3 separate regions of the Mus musculus genome follow, and all the other regions are linked to region 1. A link is a contact called in public promoter capture Hi-C data. All regions are on one chromosome and are shown on one strand. Each heading gives the region's core, a stretch centred on a gene start, on an enhancer-like site or on the middle of the called end of the contact. The rest is flanking DNA. Distances are from core to core; before and after follow the strand shown. Region 1 holds the start of Ccdc14 (coiled-coil domain containing 14). Region 2 holds the start of Slc49a4 (solute carrier family 49 member 4). Region 3 holds the start of Heg1 (heart development protein with EGF-like domains 1).

The links. Promoter capture Hi-C pulls out the DNA fragments that hold promoters and counts their contacts.
Region 2: a promoter capture Hi-C map of the C10 cell line shows a contact between it and region 1, with 3 times the contacts expected there. The contact joins the promoter of Slc49a4 here to the promoter of Ccdc14 in region 1. A contact is called at or near these places in 1 of 39 promoter capture datasets (the C10 cell line) and 1 of 9 other capture datasets (adipose tissue).
Region 3: a contact with region 1 is called in a promoter capture Hi-C map of liver, with 4 times the contacts expected there. The contact joins the promoter of Heg1 here to the promoter of Ccdc14 in region 1.

The regions. Positions count from the first base shown.
Region 1 is chr16:34,688,555-34,693,065 of GRCm38.p6, reverse strand. Ccdc14 (coiled-coil domain containing 14) reads right to left here and starts at 2,450. Exons shown (of 13, transcript NM_172824.3): 1 at 2,235-2,450. The coding sequence starts at 2,408. Gm35150 (a long non-coding RNA gene) reads left to right here and starts at 2,360. Exons shown (of 4, transcript XR_876043.1): 1 at 2,360-2,428.
Region 2 is chr16:35,767,528-35,772,038 of GRCm38.p6, reverse strand. It overlaps Slc49a4 (solute carrier family 49 member 4), which reads left to right and starts at 2,669. Exons shown (of 9, transcript NM_153550.4): 1 at 2,669-3,140. The coding sequence starts at 2,798. It overlaps Hspbap1 (Hspb associated protein 1), which reads right to left and starts at 1,653. Exons shown (of 8, transcript NM_175111.3): 1 at 1,500-1,653. The coding sequence starts at 1,563.
Region 3 is chr16:33,682,564-33,687,074 of GRCm38.p6, reverse strand. It overlaps Heg1 (heart development protein with EGF-like domains 1), which reads right to left and starts at 2,609. Exons shown (of 15, transcript NM_175256.5): 1 at 2,220-2,609. The coding sequence starts at 2,463.

The DNA of each region.
Region 1 (4,511 bases), core at 1,201-3,700:
TACAGACCCAGTTCTTTGTATCTGAGTGATTTTCATTTGTGATGTTTTCTCTTAATGAGTTCCTTAATAATAATGTTTATTAAATTTTTGTTTTAAAAAAATTGAATGCTTGGGCTGGAGAGATGACTCAGCAGCTAGAGCACTGGCTGCTCTTCCAGAGGACCTGAGTTCAATCCCAGCACCCACACAGAAGCTAAGCTCACAGCTGTCTACAACCCCAGTTCCAGACGATCTGGCACCCTTGCACAGAAATGCAGGCAGAATACCAATGCACATAAAAATAAATAAATCTTTTTTAAAAGAATATGATGCTCAAATTGTTTCAGAGTCAATCAGGAAGGGAGCTCCTTCTAGTTGGATACTTTAACATTTTTAACCAAATTCCAGAGCTTTGTTAGATCTTTTTTTTTTAAATAGAGAATGTCACAAAAATATTTAACATCTCCTCTATCTTAACAAAATAAAGTATTACCTACAGGTACAATATATCTCACTGACTCCTAGATTTCGTACACTTAAAACTTATACCTATTGAGTAGCAACCCCATGCTCTCTATAGCCACGGCTCTGCTTCTGAATTGGGCTACCTCAGACACACGTATGGGAAAGCAAGCAGCAGCTGTCCTCTAGGAACAGCTGAGTCCACTAAGTCAGTCTCACACATCACACACACTGCTACTGCATACGGCAGACCTCCCTTAAGGCTGAGTAATATTCCATTAGATGTATGTGACCGTAATTTCTTTACCCACTCACTCAGAGATATTTAGGTTGTTTCTATGTCTTAGCTGTTGCGACGAATGCAACAATGCAAGGAATCGCAAACAGCTCTTTAAAATCTTGATTTCAGCTCTTTTGAATAAGTACCAGTAATGAAGCTGGCTGGGTCACCTTAGCTCTACTTTAAGTGGTTTGGGTTTTTTTGAGACTGGATCTCACTGTTATTCAAGTTGGCCTTGAGCTCATGATCCTCCTGCCTCGGGTTCCCAAATACTAGGGCTACACTTGTGCACTGTCGTGCTCGGCTTATTTTCTGAGGAAGCTATACTAGTTATATTCTCACCAGGACTATACAAGAGTACCAATTTCTCAACACCATCACCAATACTTATTTTGTGATAGAAAATATTTTAACTTCCATTTCTTTGATGACTACAGCATATTTCCCTAGACATATTGACAACATGCAACCATTCAAAAAAGGAAGTCTCAAGACAGGGTTTTTTTTTTGGGGGGGAGGGGGGAGTGCAAAATATACATTAGCAAGAAAGACAACATTATAGGTATGTTGTTAAATGGTGGGAAACAAAGTAAAACCCCAAGTCTACTATATGCCAAGTGCTTTCTAAATCTCCAAGACAGAGATGAAATATTCTAGTAGTAGACTAGCACCAGGTCCAACATGAAGTGATTTGTGGAAGATTGCAAGATGCGGAAGGTGGCCTGAAGCACGCCCAACTAGCGGAGATGTGATGGTGTTGGAAAAATATTCTAGAGACGGTTCTTGACATGAGGGCTAGAAGGAAAATAGAATTAACAGGCCCACCATAATTTGAAAAGACGTGGGAGCACGAAAGGTCAGAACGCCCAGGGCACAGCAGGGCTAAAACTAGTTTAGCTCTATTGGACCTGATTGGATGGGGCGGGAACTGCAAAGGATCCAAAATGGCTCTGTTCCAAGCCAAATGTGTATCTTGAAAATGGGTTTCCCTGTCGTACTTGGAGCAGTTACTAGAGAACATCAAGAGTCACGCGTTTGAGAACGGAGGGCGGGTACAGCCACTTACTGGGAGACTCCAACAACAGAGACAGAAGATCAGTTAAGAGAAGCACCGAGAAGCTGAATCCGGGGAGAGGATTAACTCAAGCTAAGATCCTAAGAACTTCTCTGATAGAGATGTTATTAGGCAGTCGGACAAATGACCAAGTCGGGCAAATTACTGGCTTTGTAGAGGCACAATTGCTGGATAACTACGTAATATTGGAAACAACTGCAAAGCACAGAGCGGGAAGGAGGTCACTGCACTGGTGATAAAGGCTGGGCTTCGAACCCGGGGTCTGACACCAAACTGCGCTCTGGAAGACTGGCACGGCCGCCCTGAATAAAGCATTCATCTAGGGACGTCCTCACCACTTCGGGCGCGCCGCAGTTACTATTTTTTTTCTAGCACCTTCCTAAATCCCCCTCGCCTCTCGCCACCCCACAGTGGACTCATCAGGTCCGCAGCCCTCACCTGGCCCGGTCGAGATCCGGACCTGACCATTTCTCTCAGCCTCAGAAGAGCCCAGGCGTAGGGAAACGAATACTTGAGAAAAAAAGAATTAACCGCCGAGATGTCCGGACCTCCCTTGTCCCGCCCCCTGAGCTTCCGCTTCCGGGAAGAAGGCCGCGGACCGCCGGGACTCATAGCCTCCTTGGCGCTAAAAGGTTTTCCTTCGGGTCGGAACCTGGAGCCCTGGGCGTGCGCAACAGACTCCGCGTGCTCCAGCTTGCCACGCCCAGGCGGAGAGTGGGAGAGGCCAACAGACGGCCCGGGGGGCGGGGCGGACGCGGGGGCGGGGCCTGATGTGGGCGGGGCCTTGCGGGAGGGGCGGGGCGAGGAACTCGTTGGCTTTGCAGCATTCTTCAAACTGGTTGAAGTGGGAACCAGGGCCTGCTAGCCCATTGGGTAAAGGACTACCGCTGGATTTCAGAAGCTTTGTGTACTGTTTTAAGTGTATTTGTTCTTGAGAGTCAATAGAAATCTAACCTGAACAGTGTTCAATGGTTTGGCTGTCTACTTTTTCTATCGAGATAATTGCTGTTGATAAAGGATGGCAGTATTTTTTACCACTGATAGCTGCACTAAATAGAGAATGGTGTTTGAGACACTATATTTGGGATTGTTTTAAATCAAGTTGGAGAGAAATTAACCCGGTTGACTCTTCTTTCTATGGTAAGATGGCTACCTTTGTTAAAAAAAAAAAAAAAAAAAAAAAGGGTTGTGTTGATTTTAAAACCCTGGGACCTGTAGAGACTTAGTGGATAAGAGCAACTCTTGCCCTTGCAAAGAACTCAGGTTGGATACCCACAGGTAGTGGGTCACAACCATGTGACTCCAATTTCAGAAGATCTAGTACTCTCTTCTGCCTCCTCAGGCACCAGTTGTACAAGTGGTACTCACATATGCATACGACATTTTAAAGAAGGATATATATGTATACACACGCGCGCGCGCATAATTTTGCTTGGCCTGAAACTTACAATGTAGACCATACTGGTCTGAAATTCACAAAGACCCTCCTGTTTTTGCCTACCTAATGCTGGTGCTAAAGGTGTATGCTATCACACCCTACTTAAATAAACCTTTTTTAAAAAATGAATTTAAATGGGGCTGGAGAGATGGCTTAGTGGTTAAGAGCACTGACTGCTCTTCCAGACATTCTGAGTTCAATTCCCTGCAATCACATGATGGCTCACAACCATCTGTAATAGGATCTGATGCCCTCTTCTGGTGTGTCTGAACAGCTACAGTGTACTCACATATATAAAATAAATAAATAATTCTTTTTAAAAAAATTAGTTAAAATGTAGCTGAATAGGTAGCACATAAGTTAAGAGCACTAGATACAACTGCAGAGGATCTGAGTTCAATTCCTAGCATCAGCTCACAGCTGTCTACAACTTCAGTTCCAGGGAATCCAGTGCGCTTTTCTGGCCTCTGGTCCCCAGCATGTAGTACACAGACATACACACAAGGAAAACATCTATACATGTAAGAATTTAAAAATAAATAAAATAAAAATATATACATTATATAAATAAAATTATATGCATATATATACACATATACATATTCCACAAGTAAAATCTTCCCATCTGTATAGTAAACACTCCAAGTGGAGGGATTTTAGTATTAGTTGTGTTGGCCACAAGGCAGCATGTTCCCCAGGATACTTATGAATGCCACCTAAAACAAATCTTAAATCTTACTTAAAATGATGAGGTGAAGGTTTTGCAATTTATTTTTAGTAGCTCTGTCTTAGTCAGGGTTTCTATTCCTGCACAAACATCATGACCAAGAAGTAGTTGGGGAGGAAAGAGTTTATTCAGCTTACACTTCCATACTGCTGTTCATCACCAAGGAAGTCAGGACTGGAACTCAAGCAGGTCAGGAAGCAGGAGCTGATGCAGAGGCCATGGAGGGATGTTCTTTACTAGCTTGCTTCCCCTGGCTTGCTCAGCCTGCTCTCTTATAGAACCCAAGACTGCCAGCCCAGAGATGGTCCCACCCACAAGGGGCCTTTCCCCCTTGATCACTAATTGAGAAAATACCCCACAGCTTGATCTAACGGAGGTACTTCCCCAACTGAAGCTCCTTTCTCTGTGATAACCCCAGCCTGTGTCAAGTTGACACATAAAACCAGCCAGTACAAGCTCTATTGGGGTTCTCCAGTGTGACCTTTGTAGGTGGCAACCTTATGCCTCAATTTCAAATTTCAAAAGGTTGACCATACCTAAATGACCTTAA
Region 2 (4,511 bases), core at 1,420-3,919, 1.1 Mb before region 1:
ATGGTCTAAACCTTTGAAACTGTAAGCCAGCCCCAAATAAATGTTTCCTTTTATTACAGTTACCTTGGTCGTGGTGTCTCTTCATAGAAATGATAACTCTAAGACAGTTAGCATCCATGATCCATCATGGCAGGGAGCATAGCAATAGTCAGGCAAGCATGAAGTTGTAGCAATAGCTGAAAACTTACATTTTGGTCCACAAGCAGGCAGTGGAGAGCGCTGAGAATGGCACGGGCTTTTGAAACCTCAAAGCCTACTACCCCTAGTGACACACCTCCAGCAAGGCCATTTTCTAATCCTTCCCAGATTTCCACCAACTGGGGACCAAACATTTAAGTAGATGAGCCTATGGGGCCGTTTTTATTCAAACCACCACAGGTTATTTCCACAAAGCGCTTAACATCTAGTAGAATATGCAAGGGTTAGAGATATTTGGAACCTGCAAGATGGGTACAAGTATGATGGAAAGGGAATCGACCAGTCAAGAACGTACGAAACCCACATTTTATGGCTAATTAAAAATGTTTAAGAATGTACAAACAGAAGAGATGCTTAGAGACCTCAACAGACCCAGTGGGCATTTTCTCCAGGCTCCGCCCCACAGTTACCTGGCAACAGCCAGGTGTCTGACTCATGGTAAAAGGGGCTGATTGCCCCTCCTCTTTCTCTTGCTCTCTTGCCCTTGCTCCTTAACCTTTCTCCATTCCCCTCCCCCCTCCACGTGCTCATGGCCGGCCTCTACTCCTCTTCTCTCTCTGCCTTTACTCGCTCAACTCCGCTCCCATACCCTGAAGAAACTCTATTCTCTACTATACCTTTGTGTGGCTGGTCCCTCAAGGGGAAGGGATGCCTCAGCATGGGCCCGCGGAGCGGAGGCACCCCCTTCCCCAACACCTGACTACACATCCACCAAACATATTCTCCTTATTTTTATAAAACACAACAGACCCCAAATTAAATTTTTGTGTAGGTCACGGTTTTTGGAGCTTGGATTTTAGTGGAGGTTCTAAGTCCAATACAAATTATTAAAGAATCTTACGTGTCACTTTTGCTGTTGAATGGTGGATAAGAGAGGCATAAAATAGGATACAGGACACATTATCAGGAAGATAAATTGGTTTTTTAAAAAATGAGAGAATGATTTGGGACAGGAGAGATGGACTGTCAAGTAAAAACCCCTGGTGCACAAGTCTGGCGAACTCCCCAGAGACCTCCATAAAAAGTTATGGTCGCATACACCTGGAATCCCAACAGAGACAAGAGAATTGCCACAAAATTCCCTCAGAGGCCAGCGATCCTGGAGTCCTCAGAGGAACTTCTTACTCCACAGTGGTACTTGTCCCGATAGATCAGAAAACTGATCCGCACGACGTTAAGAAGCCACATGCTCTAAAAAGTCACTTTCTCCCAGGCCTAACACGCCGCGGGCGAGACTTGGGATGGAGCCGCGCCCATCCGCACCGCTCGGAGGCACTTCGGCGTCCCTGGCTCGCACCTACCTTCCTCCCCCACAGTTCTCTCGCCCAGGGTCGGGGGCGCGATGCCCTCGCAGCCTGCTGCCATGGTTATCGCGCCGAGGATGGAGAGAGCGCCAGGTGAGAGGGCTCACCGGGATCTGCGGCTTCCACACAGGAAGGATCCTCCGCCTCTGCCGGAACCGGCGCCGCCGCGGTCACGTGACGGCGCTGGGCGTGGCCACGCCGGTTTGTTTTGCTCTTTGGAAGCTGAAAGGCGGCGAGCACGTGGGCTGGGCTGTGGCTCCTTTCTTCCACCCTTAGCGTCTGCTGTTTCTCTTCCTTCTCTAGTCGGATCCTCCATCTTCGCCTTGGCTTTCTCTCAGTCGGACTCGCGATTTAGGAGACCCCGGGGCTGGCGTGCCTACTCTTCCACCTTGTTGGTTCCCTTGGCATCAGTGCCATTCCAGCTGGTTTTCGTGACTGCCTGGGAATACGAACCCCTTGAAGGCGTTCCCTGTGACTCATTTGCTGAGCCAGATATGTCAGCAAATGACTAGTTTTCAAGGACACAGGCAGCTGTCAGAGTTCTGGATTTGTGCATTTGAACAAATGAATGTCTATGTCTATGTGGTCAAGAGATGCACAATCTCCAGCTTTTGCCGTTTATTTAGTCTGGCTAACATACCAAGAGAGAGATCTAGGTCACTGTCTTCCAACTTTAACACAATCCATATTATTTACCCGTTTGCATGACAAACAAAATGGGTAGAAAAAACTCTTTATATGTATGAAGGAAAATTGGCTAGTTTATAATCTCACTGGATGCGTAAGACACATACAAAACCAAATGGTCTTCATGAAACAATACCCTGAGACCTTCCTAAACTTCAGTATCCTGCCGTCTATAATTTCTGCAGTTAGAAACCCAATAAAAACAAAAGTAAGCCTAATATAGACCCAAGCATTGGGATAAGTGACCCGAGGTCAGCGAGTTGTTTATTAGGCACGTGATGTAAACTTGGGCACTTCCTCCAAGCAACCCGCGAGTGACTGACTCAGCCTACTTCGCTCCAGTCTCCCAGCCGGCCGCGATCTTCTACCCTTTCCACTCGTAGGGTCCCGGGCTTCTCCCCGGGGCATTCCTGGGTTCCCAGCGAGCAGGGTGGACCCCGCCTCGCCTCCTCCCCTCGGGCTCGGGCGGCGCAGGCGCAGCAGACGCGCCCGGGAGGCCGAGGACTAGAGCAGCTCCGGCTCCGGCTCCCGCTCCACCCGCCCAGTCAGCTCCCGGCTGGTCTGCGGCCACCGGGACGCGTCGGGCAGGGCCGGCGGGCGGCGTCGCCATGGGCTCGGGTTGGAGCAGCGAGGAGGAGGAGCGGCAGCCGCTGCTGGGGCCGGGGCTCGGGCCTGCGCCGGGGGCTGCGCGCAGGGGCCGGGAGGCGACGGCCGTGCTGCCTGCGGCGGGCCCGAACCCCGGGAGGGTGTACGGGCGCCGCTGGCTGGTGCTGCTGCTCTTCTCGCTCCTCGCGTTCGCCCAGGGCCTGGTCTGGAACACCTGGGGCCCCATCCAGAACTCGGCGCGCCAGGCCTATGGCTTCTCCGGATGGGACATCGCGCTCCTGGTCCTCTGGGGGCCCATAGGCTTCCTGCCCTGCTTCGCGTTCATGTGGCTGCTGGACAAGAGAGGTAAGGGGTCCGGGACGCCTGCGGGCGTGTCCCTTCTCTGGGAGTTGGCGCCTGCCAGGATCCGGGCCTGCCTGTGTCTCCCTGGGCTTGGTCTAGGGGTTGTGTGAGGTGACCCAGTGTAGCTGGCATCCCATTCCTTACTCGGGAACCCTCTGTCCCCAAAGCGACAAATACGGAGGATGCTTTCCAAGTATTGATGTTTTGTGTTACGCCCTTTATGCCACAATCATCAGATGTAGAAGGCTTTGTATACTGTGGACATCAGAGCCATCCAGTGCACTTGCTATGAATGTCTTTGACACCTGACAAAAGTGACTCATGCTTAAATTTCAAAGAGATTTGGGGTGCTGAGAGCGAAAGATCAGAAGAGACTGGTGATGACCAGATGTAAGAGGGTAATGAGCTGGCGTGGTGACTCCAGCCCTGGATGACTGTTGGGAAACTCGGGTCTGACGCTTGGGTTTCTGGAAGGTAGAACCCCAGGTAAACCGAGAGCTTCCGCCTGGGTGACTTCTCAGTTGCGATTTATTACTCTCAGATAAAGATCGCAGATGCAGGAAGGCTCTCTTTCAGTTAGGGACTCCAGGCTTCTCACTTTGCCAATTGCCAGTGTGATTCTGTGAGATGAGGAAAAGGCCAGAGTGGAAAGAGTCAAGATGTTGAATTATCCCTCCAGAGGATAAATAAAACCCCCAGGAGGCTGCTGTGCACGATTTAGACTTCTTAGGTTATGAGGTCGGATACTGGTCGGAAACTGCTTTGTTTCTGTTCAGTCTTTTACGAGTTTTGATACAATAGATTCTTTGGGTAGTTTTGGGACATTGCCTTAGTCTACTGGCCCATTGACAAACAGCCATAAGCTTATAAAATGAAGGACATTTATTTATAACCCCTCTGGAAACCGGGAAGTCCAAGATGAAGGGCCAAGCAGAATGCTTATCTGGTGAGCATCGTTCATACAATGCTCATTTCTTTGTAATGTCATAAGGGAAGTGGCCAGGGATCTCTCTGGGGTCTCTCTTATGAGGGCAGTAACCCTATCTGTCCAGCCCTTGCCCTCAAAAATTTGTTTCATCCCCAGTCGGCCACCTCTTAGTTCAGTCACTTAGCTGGGAGTAGGATTTCAACATAGGAATCTGGGTGAACACAAACATTACCTGCAAAGTAAGAGTGGAACATAGGTTGATATGGAGCTGTGATCATCTGGTGCAACACAGTCCTCTAACTACTGCTGTGGCAAGAACAGAATCCAGCTGTGAGGTTCCCTCTCTTCCTGATGGTACGGGAACCCACGTGGAAGAGACAAGAAAACTGATGACTGAATACTTCCATGATCAACTTGAGTACAGGTGCTCAGAAAGGGAGGCTAGA
Region 3 (4,511 bases), core at 1,360-3,859, 1.0 Mb after region 1:
GAAGAAGTGGCTCAGGGGACCCAACTGTCAGCTTAAGGGTATTATTTGTGCGACTCAAGGTTCACTACCATCAAGAACACTCATCTCCCTAAACACACACACAAAAAAAAAAACAAACAAACAAAAAAAAAGTGGATGCAGAGCATGGGTGACCATCTGCCCGGGTATCAGGGAGGCTGGATATCTGCAAAAGGACCACCAAGGATTTCTGCAGATGTGAGGGCCTAGCAGTGTGTAATGGCCAGCGGGGAGTCGGGAGGAGATCAAAGTGGGCCAGGAAAATTTTAAGAGGTTGCTACAAAACTCCGGCTCCCTGAGGTCGCTGATTGTTGTTGTGTTGTAGCTGCTTGTTTGCTGTGTCCTTTTCCTATGTGACATCGTTTGAGGCACTAACAGAAACCTGAGAGGCAGTGCTTAGATCTTCGGCCACACTGATAACTTCTCGAAGGTTTCAACAGGTCATAGAGTGCACCTCTTCTAACTTTACCTTTTAAACACCCCTGCCCCAGACTGGGCCTTAGAGCAATAGAGATCAGGAAACCTTAAAAGAAAGTCTGGATTATTCTTGTTCCTTCCTGGGTTCTTCCTTTGCCTCTATCCTGCTTTTCCCCAAACGAACAGAACAGAGCAGTTCTAGCACCATGGCTGTGAAGGCCCGGCTCTCATAAGGCCCCTATTCTTACCTTATCTCCCCTAACTCAGGTGCTACTATAGCCTGATGCTACACTCACACCTGTGTGAGCCTGGAACAGGCTCTGCCATTGGAAGGAGATTCCTGTGCCAGCCTCAAGCTGGAGCCCAGCATCCCTGCTCCCTTCATAGCCCCTCACAAGATGGAGCCTTCAGCCTGAGTACCAGTTAGTGGCACCTGCCTTGGGTTCCCAGGTGGCCATCTGAGTTATCAGTTCCTTACACACAACTGTATCTAGAACAGTAAATGTCTTCAAAGTTCTCAATTCCTTTCTCTGAAAATCAGTCATCAAGATTATGGAAGTTGGGGCTGCACAGCATGTCTGTAAAGACCTTCAGCACAGCTTTCCCTCCCTTTATTCACCCTTCCTCAGTTTCCCTGTCTTGGACCAGTGACTCAGAAGTTCACAAGGCTAAGGCAGTCTGCGGAGGGGAGATTATGGTTCAAATGAGGCTTTATGAGGGTAGAAAAGTTTCTCTTATTCAATTCTAGGAAGTAGTACCTCTATGTTCTAAGGATGAGCAAGTTGGGAGAAAGTTTGTAAAACATGTAAGATGGACAGACAGACAGACAGACAGACAAGAAGTGGAAACTGGACAAAATCTTGGCAGTCCCAGTGTGGCAACAACAGAGCCCGATGTGTGCCCTCTGCCTCTTACGGGAGGACAAATGGCTAACATCACCTAGGCTGGTTTGGTTCACAGCACTTTCTACTATTTTTACTTTCATTTTGTCACCTCTTGTCACTTGGAGGCAGGGAGGAATGGGGCCCCTCCATTCCACAGATGGGGAAACTGAGAGCCAAAGATGAGACACAGCCAAGGTCGTGTGGGGGTTACATTAGAATCCCACCCAGGCCGTGGCATTTTCTTCCAACAGAAAAAGGAACTAGAAACAAAGGAGGCAGGCACAGGAGCTGAGTCCCCATTCTGTGACCAGGACAGGCAGTGCCTGCCTGCACAGCAAGCAGCTGGCTGGGGGAGGAAAGGGCCCAGGACAGTCCAGAGCCAGTCAGTGGCTTCCAGGGGTTTGACCTTGCAGCGCCCCCAGCCCCATCCCAAGTAACCCTGCTCCTAAGGTTAACTGGGTAGCTTTGTTTTAAAGCGCACTCTTTGTCCTTTATGAAGTCCTAAGTACTAGAAGCATTCCAAACTCCGAAATCCGTTATTTACTTATACTGGAAAGTCAGGCTTTAGACCAGGAGAGACCAGTTCTAAATCTGGGGGTTGGGGGCTGAAACCGAGGGACAACAGCCAGAAGTTACCACTCCCCACGAGGTGAGAGGCTCTTTGGGGTCTTCGTTTTGTAAAAGTGAGAAGGGTGTGGGCTAATCCAGGAGAGAGTTTTCTTCCAAAGCACAGGGAGGGAATGCATGTGAACATTTTATATTCCAGTGGCCAGGGACAGCGTTTCTCCGTCCTGGGCCACCCTCAGGGTTCCACCCACGAGGGTCCACGGAGCCTCGGCCGGGATGGGGCAGCCGCGAAGCGCCCACGCCCCCTGACCCTCGCTGGAGACTCTCACTCACCCGCGCTCACGCCTCTGGGGACACGGCCGGAACGTCCCCGCCGGGTCGCGACGCCGGGTCCGGGGGCCGTATGTCCGGCGCCAGGCGGCGAAAGCGGTCCCGCGACCGGGAGGAGTGTTCGATGGGCCGGGGAGGGAAGGGAGCCCCGCGCCCCGGGGGCAGCGGGCGGCAGCAGCAGCAGCGGTAGCAGCAGCAGCAGCAGCAGCGACGGTGGCGGCCACCGCGGGGCGCGCGGCGTGGCCATGGTGGCGGCGGCCGCCCGCGCTCACATGCCGGGCGCCGGGCCGAGGGCGGCGGCGAGCGGAGCGGGGTGCGAGCGCGCTCTCAGCCGCAAAAGTTGTGGGAGCCGCGGGAGGGCGGAGGCAGCCCTGGTGCTGCCACACGCCAATCAGCCCGGGCGGGTCGCGGGGCGGGCGGCTCCTCCTCGGTTGACATCACCCGCCCCGCGCGGGGGCCCGGGGGCGGGGAGAGGGCAGGAAGAGGGCGGGGGCGGTCTCGGTCTCCCGGGTGAGTTCACGGAACCCCCGGGTGAACTCATGGAGCCCCCTGCGACTTTTGTTACAGGGCCCACACCCTGGAGTATCGCTTTGGCTTTTGGAGAAATGAAATTGGGGTGGGGGGCACTTTCCCAGTTCCTTAGCCACACAGTAGGTCTGTGAAAAGTAGATTCTGGCGGTGTAATTGACATCAGGTGAGTGAGTATACAGAGAGCTTTCAAAAGACAGAGAAGTGAATCCTAGACCCTGTTCCATACGTGGACCTGCATTGCCCTTAAGGATCTGAAGAGGCCCCAACCCACTGCCGCCCTTTTGGGTCCCCAGAATTGGTGAGAAGATTTGCTTTAGCCAGGGCGGGAACCCTCATCTTCTTGAAGGCTCAGAAGCCTGATTTCCTTCCCACGCTATCTTTGGCTTACACCATAGTTCTTCAAAGATGTCACTGCTGAGACACCCAAAGAGGCCAGAGGGAAGAGAAAACTGAACCGAGTCTGGGGCAAGGGAAAACCCATAGCCAGGAAAAGGACAGCAATTTGCAAATTAAACATAAAAAAAAAAAAAAAAAAAAAAGCAGCCCACACAGAAGTTAAAAAGAAACCTTTAGGGGAGATGTTCCAAGACAGAGTGTCAATAAATTTGCTTGGTAAGTAAAATTCTGTGTGTGTCCCTATTCCCTCCCTTCCTAGGAGACAAATGATACAATGTCCAGATTTTAAGACCCAAATCTCTTTTCTTTGTAAGTAAAGAATGAGCAGCTCAAAATAGGGGGAAATAACTTGCTTAAGAGTTGCTAAGAGAACCAACAACTAAAGGATTTCTCATTGAATGACCATGTGGCTTCGTGCTTACCTCATAGCTTAGAGTTGTCAATAATTCAGACAATATCTCATCCAAACTGAAAACCACAGATCCCTTGGGATGCTCTCAGATGTGCTAGGGTTCTTTGTCTGTTTACCAAATGTTCAGGAGACAGGCTTGTCTCTTTCCCCATGTCTCTGCCTCTCTCTGTCTCCAAGCCTCCATGACCCGCCTCCAGGGGAACGATCAGATCATAACGTCCAGCGCATCGGTAGATGGGCCTAGACCCATTTTCTGGTGACTCGGTACAAGTGAGTCACTTGGCAGGACACAAAGGATGCTCCGTATAAACAAGTTTACCTTAGACAAATGAGCCAAGAGTGGAGAATTGGTTTGGGTTAGGGTTTATAGAACCACAAATGAAACCTAACTTTTCAGGTCTCACATGAAATGCTCAGTCCTCTTTCTTTCTCAAACAACAACAATCCAAGCATGGCCCCACCTCCTGACACAGCTCCCCTGTTAACAAGCAGGACTACACAGCAGCCCAGTCCCATCTGGCTAAGCTCAGTACACTGTGCTCTGAGGTTCTGGTCACCATAGCTTCCTCCCTTGAACAGAAAGGAGGACTAGTTAAAGGCCAGGACATGCTTTCAGGCAAACAGGAAGGCTTAAGGGTTTAAAGGCCTGTCTGGGCTTCTCGTGTGTATTCAGAAAGCTCGCTTGGGAATCTTGCCTTTGCCTCCGGTGCCCAAGGGCATCACACCTGCCTCCTGCCCCTCCCTTTAAGTATCACAGATCTGTCTTTCTACCTTCTACCTGAACTTCCAGAGGAACTGCCAGCCTAACTGGTGGATGAAGGGCTGCAAAGATGTTGCTGGGTCTTAATACCTTTCCATCTCCTAGGACAAAGCAAGAGGGATTATCAGGGAGGCTATACTTGCGTCAGGAACTTGCAAACAGCTGCCAGCTTGCTCCTAGAATCTTTTTTCCCTGA